Regions from separate parts of the Mus musculus genome. Here region 2 is linked to region 1. A link is a contact called in public promoter capture Hi-C data. All regions are on one chromosome and are shown on one strand. The core of a region is the stretch at or near the end of the contact, and the rest is flanking DNA. Distances in the headings are between cores, read along the strand shown.

Region 1 (3,104 bases), core at 316-2,815:
CTCAAAACAGTTTTGTGCTACTTACTCTAACTCTGTAGAAGATTACTTAACCTATATTCATATTAAAAGCAGGGTTTGGCAAGTAGCACTAATATCTAATACAACAAAGGTTTGACTTAACTTTAATCTCAATTTCTGCATGCCTCTTACATTGGAGATGTAAGGTAATAAGCCTGTGTTCTCCATTTCGGGAAAAGAAAGGAAGTAACTGCAGGGCAGTATTAAATATTTAAAGAAGTCTGCTTCACCTATAATTTTATCTCATTTGAATACCTCTTAACTATTCAGTAACGTTTTGTTAATACAAATTTTAAAATCTTTTTAAGTAGCCAACCTTATATATTCCAGGAAATAAAACTCAAAAAAGATAATTCAGAAATATAAGCTGTGTCTTTAAAAAAATATTCAGAGAACCCTTTAACGTGTACAGCTTAAAGATCAATTCAAAGGCATTACAAATTTCAGCTCCTTGCCTCTGCTGAAGATTTCTGTAATAGTTAAAATATACACGTTCTTTAACATGTGGGGGAAGGAGCATTGCAAAATGTGAAGTGCTATCAACTGCACTTACACTAATCCATTGTCCTGTAGATAGACTAAGTGACTTGCCCAAGGTCACACCTGGCACTGCTTACAGAAGGACTGAAAGGCAGTCTGGCTCCTGCAGCTTCCCCACCCAGCAAGCATTCCAGTCTCACAAACTGCTTGCTTAGGCGGGCTCTATCTGGAGTAACCACCTCTTCTGCTCTATATGGCCATTATAGTTTAGATAGCATCAGAACCATCACTCCCAGCTGCTCCAACAGAGCAACAAGGTTCACGAGGTTCACGTCTCTAAAGGTCAGTGGAGGCAGGAGAGGAATTCAGGGTCACTGTGTGGTTTGCACAAAGAGCAAGCGGCTGCATAGCTCAAGTGTCAAAACTGAGTTGTTACTTTGTTTCGTTTTGTTGTGAGGTTTTGTTTCTTTTGTGAGAGGGTCTCACTTTCTGTTGCCCCAACTGACCTGGAACACAGTATGGAGCCGAGGCTAGCCTCAAATTCATGGTGATCTTCCGGAGTACAAAACAGAGCCACTGTGGCCCGGCCAACCTAAGCTACCGAATACAAAGGCAAAAGGGAGGGTCTGAAAGTTCTGCCGAGACAGCAGTTTTCTAGATTTAAGTAAGTCTGAGAGAATCAAATTGTGTATCCATGTGGCCTTTATCTGTAACTTAGATAGGAGAATCCATACCTTTCATCCCCATTGATGTTTTTCTACTAATTCAGTAACTATAAACAAAGTCTCTGTGAGGGTGATCTACTCTTCCTTTCCTTATGGATCCCTGATGCTCTTCCGGGATTCTAAATGCAGTCTATAAATGAAAAGGGTAGTTAATGACATCGTTCATCAGTAATGCTTTGTGTGTGTTTCCTTTTCTTCCTTTTTTTTTTTTTTAACCACAAAACCAGAGGAGGAAGTGTAGGAGCAGGTGGGCCGGGTAGTGGCAAAAACCTCATGACACATCACTCCACCTCCTGATTGGTGGAGACTGTCTGGACCAGCATTTAAATTCTGGGAGGTCTGAGCCACCAGCAGCTCACACTGAAGAAGCATCCTTGCTTGGGTTTGCAGTCTTCTGCGGCAGGCATTCTCGGAGGAAACCAGCCAAGGTAAGCCTGCAGTGGCCCATGAGGCTGCAGTTCTCCTGGCTGAATTCTGAGGGTGAGTCCAGAGAACATTCTTTCAACAGTCGTATTTGTTAGTCAGACTCGTGCTGTTCTGGTCTTTTTGAATAAGCTGGTCAGGTACATTGCAGGTTTCCCGGTATTTTCAAAGCCAGTTGGATGTAGAAGTTAAAATAAATCTAGTTGGTCCTCTAAAGGAGAGAGAGAGATCTGCTAGTAATCTCTCTCTCTCTTTCTCTCTTTCTCTCCCTCTCTCTCTTCCTCTCTCTCCCTCTCTCCCTCCTCTCTCTCTCCCTCCTCTCTCTTCCTCTCTCTCTCCCTCCTCTCTCTCTCTCTCCCTCTCTCCCTCTCTCCCTCTCTCTCCTGTCACACACACATTGTAAAGTTCTATGTATCTTTGGAACAAATGTCTGCATCATTTTAAAGTGGCTGGATGACTGTGGAGACCAGTAAAGGAGGATCCTCTATATTAATATAAACCAGATACAGTTATTTTTAGAAAACTGTCTCACTTCAAAAGAGAACCTTCCTTAATTTCTCGCTTCTGCACTTGGCTTTTACAGTTTTCACTAAGGTCCCTGTGTGATAACACAGACTCATCAACATGCACAGAAAAGCTGTTGCCTGCTCTCAGTGTTTTATTTTTATTATTATTATTATTGTTGTTGTTATTATTATTATTATTAGTCCAAATAGAACATCTTACTCAAATTCAAAGATATCTTTGTTTCTTTCAGCTTTGTATAATGTAAGTTAAAATCACATTTGAAATGCAAATGGAAAAAGCAATTTTCTTTTATCATTCTATTTTCTCTTTTTCTTCCTTGCAGAAAGTACTCTCATGGTAGTTCGTTGCTTTAATTACTCGATTACTGTGAAACAAATCTTGGTGTGGAGCTCTAGAGACATCAGATAGTGGGGGCATAAGCTCTGAGACTCCAGACGTAAAGTTTGGATGAATAGAGTTGTGAAATTGCCCTTTTCCTTGCTAAGGATGAGAGGTGGAGAGGTAGAAAAGGCACACAAATATTGACTCACTGAAATTTTCTCTGAGATGTAGAAAGATTCCATAAATTATTGGTGACTTGGTGGTGATCTAGTGGTGCCAAGAGTGTGTTTGAACCTGACAAGACATCAACTGTGCCTCATAAAATATGTTGCAGGACTAACTACGACCATGAGATTGGCAGTGATTTGCTTTTGCCTGTTTGGCATTGCCTCCTCCCTCCCGGTGAGTACAGCTGAATCTTAGAGAGAATTCTTGAAAACAAATGAATTTTAGCTTTAGCACACTCACACGCATTTCCTTGTCACTTTTCTGTTTTAAAGGTGAAAGTGACTGATTCTGGCAGCTCAGAGGAGAAGGTAAGCACCTCCGGGTTGATCATTTAACTGAAGAATGTTCGCCAGCGTCGCAAAGGTTGCTAGGAACAGCAAT
Region 2 (3,354 bases), core at 377-2,876, 700 kb after region 1:
ATTAAAAAAATTATCTGAAAAAGATAGAATGTACAAACTGTGAAGTACCAGAGTGAATGCTGAAGTGTCTCTGTTCCCATTACAGAATGTATTAGGGAAACATTGGTTGCAAAATGAAGAAACTTTTCATTATATGATTTCTGTTTTGCCATGCTGAGGGACCAGGTGTAAGAGTCTATAGTCACATGATCATGTGTGATTTGGCTTCTTAGAGCTTACTGAGGCTAAGGCTTGCTTTGGGCTAACATATATATTATTTGAAATTACCTGCTTAGTTTTGCTGATCTTTGCAGTTTAAGCACAAACTAGGTTATTTTAAGAGCTACATGGTATTGTTCCTCAATAATTCTTCAGTCCCTGTGACAAACATTGAGGAAGTCCAAATCAAACCACAAGGCATCACTTCATACTCATCAGGACAGCTACCACACAATGGGAAAACAAATCCATGTAACCCAGAATTTAAACAACTCCGGTGTCTGTACTCTGCAGCTAAGAACACAGAATATTTCCTCATGAGAAACAATCCTGGTTTCTAAGACAATGGAAAGTTACATTTGATCTAACAGCTCTTCTTTGATTTCAGCACAAACTAGCAAAAAGGACTTGGATGGACCTTTGATCTTTAATGATCATGGTAGCTGTGTTCACAATACCCACAATGTGGATTAAGCCCAGTTTCCCACCACAATGTGATGGCACACCAAATTGTATATTATTCAGCCAGAGAAGAGAATAAAATTAACTACTGTACACTACCTTGTAGACCTTCATAGACTTAAAGCCAGCCACAGACCTCTGCAGGTCAGACAACACATAACTTGCCTCCCCTCCTCTGCACTCCAGTCCCAGATGAGCCTGAGGACATTATGCCAAGGACAGAGAATGTGTCAATCCCCAGAAGTCACAGATTCCACAACACTGTCTCTCTGCAGCTTAATCCCTTTAATGAGATAAGAAGAGCAGCCCAAACAAAATGCAGAGAGCCCATGTGATCTCTACATCACACACACACACACACACACACACAGACACACAGACACACACACACACACACACACACACACAAACCCTAAACACCAAGACAGAGCTTGACTACTTACTAAACTTAAAAAGATGATGAGGTACAAACTAAGTTTATTTCCAAAAAATATTTGCCAAGGTCAAGTGCTGAATTTTCCGCACAAGGTTCCTACATGTTCCTTTGACAACAGTTGCCTGTGAACCAGGGCAGGAGCTGTTGCTGTGGTCCCAGCTGAGGAAGGACCAGAGCTCTTCCCATAGTGTGTCTAACAGAGCAGGGCAGCCAGCTGTGTCAGGCTACAACTTTGTATCTGTCCTTTGTCAGAGGAAAGAAACTCACCTCCTAGACCTAAAGCCAGCCACAGCCCCCTGCAGACCAGAGAGCACAGAACCTGCCTCCCTTCCCCCTCCCTCAGTTGCCCCTTTGACTTGGAAATCAAGCTGAGGTCCAGACTAAGTTGCTCCTTAAAGAAAGGAAAAGTAAATATTAAATATACCTGGTCCCACAGCACAGGTCCAAGTGCAGTTCTCAGCTGCTGCTGCCTCCTCAGGCTCACTTCTGCTCTCCTCACTTCCTGCTCTCTTTGCTCCTCTTTTATGTGCGCTGACCACACACACACACACACACATACACACACACACACACACACACTCACACAGGATGCAGCAAAAACAAAACTGAAAGTAAAGTAAACCAAGGCATTGTTAACTTGGCCAAGACTGGAAGGGGAGGTCAGAGGATGCTTAGTGTCAGAAAAGTCAGTGAGATACTCTGTTGCAGCCAAGGGACAGCAGGCTTCCACTGTGGAAAGTATTTACATTCTCTTTCTTTGGAACCCATCTCCAGTTTCCTCCAGCCTTCTAGGCACAGATAAAGCACAGTAAACCCAGGCCCCCATCAGTGTAAATGACACAATCTGGGAGGATTGCACGTGTGCTTCTCTCAGGGGAAATTCCAGGTGCTTTTTGAGTGAAGAGCTTTAATGTTTTAAACCTGTGTTTTCTAAAACAGGAACCATCACTGTCCCCTCTCCCTCCCTCCCTCCCTCTCTCTCTCTCTCTCTCTCTCTCTCTCTCTCTCTCTATCTATCTATCTCTATCTCTCTTGCTCAGATAGTCCTCTCTTCCTTTCTTACCCTCTTTCCTTCTCCAGTCCTCTCCCTGCTTCCTCCTCCCTCTCTCTGTTCCCCTTTCTTTGTCTCTACTACCCTCTCAAATTCCACTCTCCATGTCTTAAATAAACTCTATTCTATACTATACAATTGTGTGGCTGGTACTTCAGGAGGAAAGGATGCCTCAGCAGGAGCCCTCAGAGACACCACCTTCCACCTCACCATACCCCGCCTCCACCACACATATCCCTGGCTTCTTTTTTCTTTTTCAGAAAACACAACAGTCCATCTAAAAACTGTTTTCAAAGAAGTAATTAAAGAATAGTAAGTAGGAGTTGTGTTCAGGGTAGAAGCTAAGAAAACTCACTTCTGAGATGGAAGCTTAAAAATGAAAGCTTTATTTTCTGAGCCCTTAGGAAGGCAGCCAGTTTGGGATCTGAACTTTGTCTCTGATGGGAGATTGAATACTATTTGTAAAGGATGAAACACAAAGCGAGGGTGTTGGGTGGGGCTGCAGAGTGATCTATTGTGTTTTCACAGGAAGGATTAAAGAAGGAAGTACCCATTGGAGACTGGGCCATATCCAGGCACCTAGCTTCAGGGTCCTTAATTTACTCTCCTAGACATTTGGTGCAGAACTCAGAGTGATAAAGGGACAAAGGAGCAGGACAGCAGCATGGAGGTAAACTGGTACCTTAATTCTACTTCAGTGAACTCTCCCCCTATTCATCTGTTAGCTCTGCATGGCCACCTATTTGCAGGCCCAGGTAGAACTCACACAAGAGTCCACACCAGGACTGGGAAGAAGTTCATGTCAGCAGGTTCTTGGATGCCACTAAGGCCAGGGGAGTCTCTGGTCTGGAGCTCTTGTCAGTTGAGTGGCACTTCTGAGACAGGATTGAGGGGAGCAGCAGGAGCAGGGCTGCCTCTAACACTTGCTTAAGCCTTTTGTTCACTTCAGCACTCAAGTGAATCTACAAAACATCAGGATAAATCTCTATGATCCTTTGCCTGTGTTTCTCTTCTATATTATATCGAGAAAGAGAAAAAGAGAGAGAGAGGTGTGTGTGTGTGTGAGTGAGCACAGGTGTGCAAATGCACGTATTTGCTGAGGTCTTGAAAAAGTGCCTCTTACTGCTTTGCTATTCTAGCTGACAAGTGAGCCTCAGGGCCTTGCTGTCTCTGACCCCACCCCAGCCTTGGGATGACAGGCACACAC

Evidence for each region. Promoter capture Hi-C pulls out the DNA fragments that hold promoters and counts their contacts.
Region 2: a promoter capture Hi-C map of embryonic stem cells shows a contact between it and region 1, with 2.0 times the contacts expected there. The contact joins the promoter of Gbp4 here to the promoter of Spp1 in region 1. A contact is called at or near these places in 1 of 39 promoter capture datasets (embryonic stem cells) and 1 of 115 datasets of contacts at active chromatin or transcription factors (embryonic stem cells).

The regions. Positions count from the first base shown.
Region 1 is chr5:104,433,546-104,436,649 of GRCm38.p6, forward strand. It overlaps Spp1 (secreted phosphoprotein 1), which reads left to right and starts at 1,566. Exons shown (of 7, transcript NM_009263.3): 1 at 1,566-1,651; 2 at 2,830-2,897; 3 at 2,996-3,031. The coding sequence starts at 2,844. RefSeq lists promoters at 1-1,588, 131-1,611, 662-1,652, a cis regulatory region at 168-182 and enhancers at 832-859, 864-872, 1,490-1,536, 2,348-2,667, 2,417-2,453.
Region 2 is chr5:105,137,960-105,141,313 of GRCm38.p6, forward strand. It overlaps Gbp4 (guanylate binding protein 4), which reads right to left and starts at 1,627. Exons shown (of 12, transcript NM_001359079.1): 1 at 1,521-1,627; 2 at 760-858. The coding sequence starts at 774.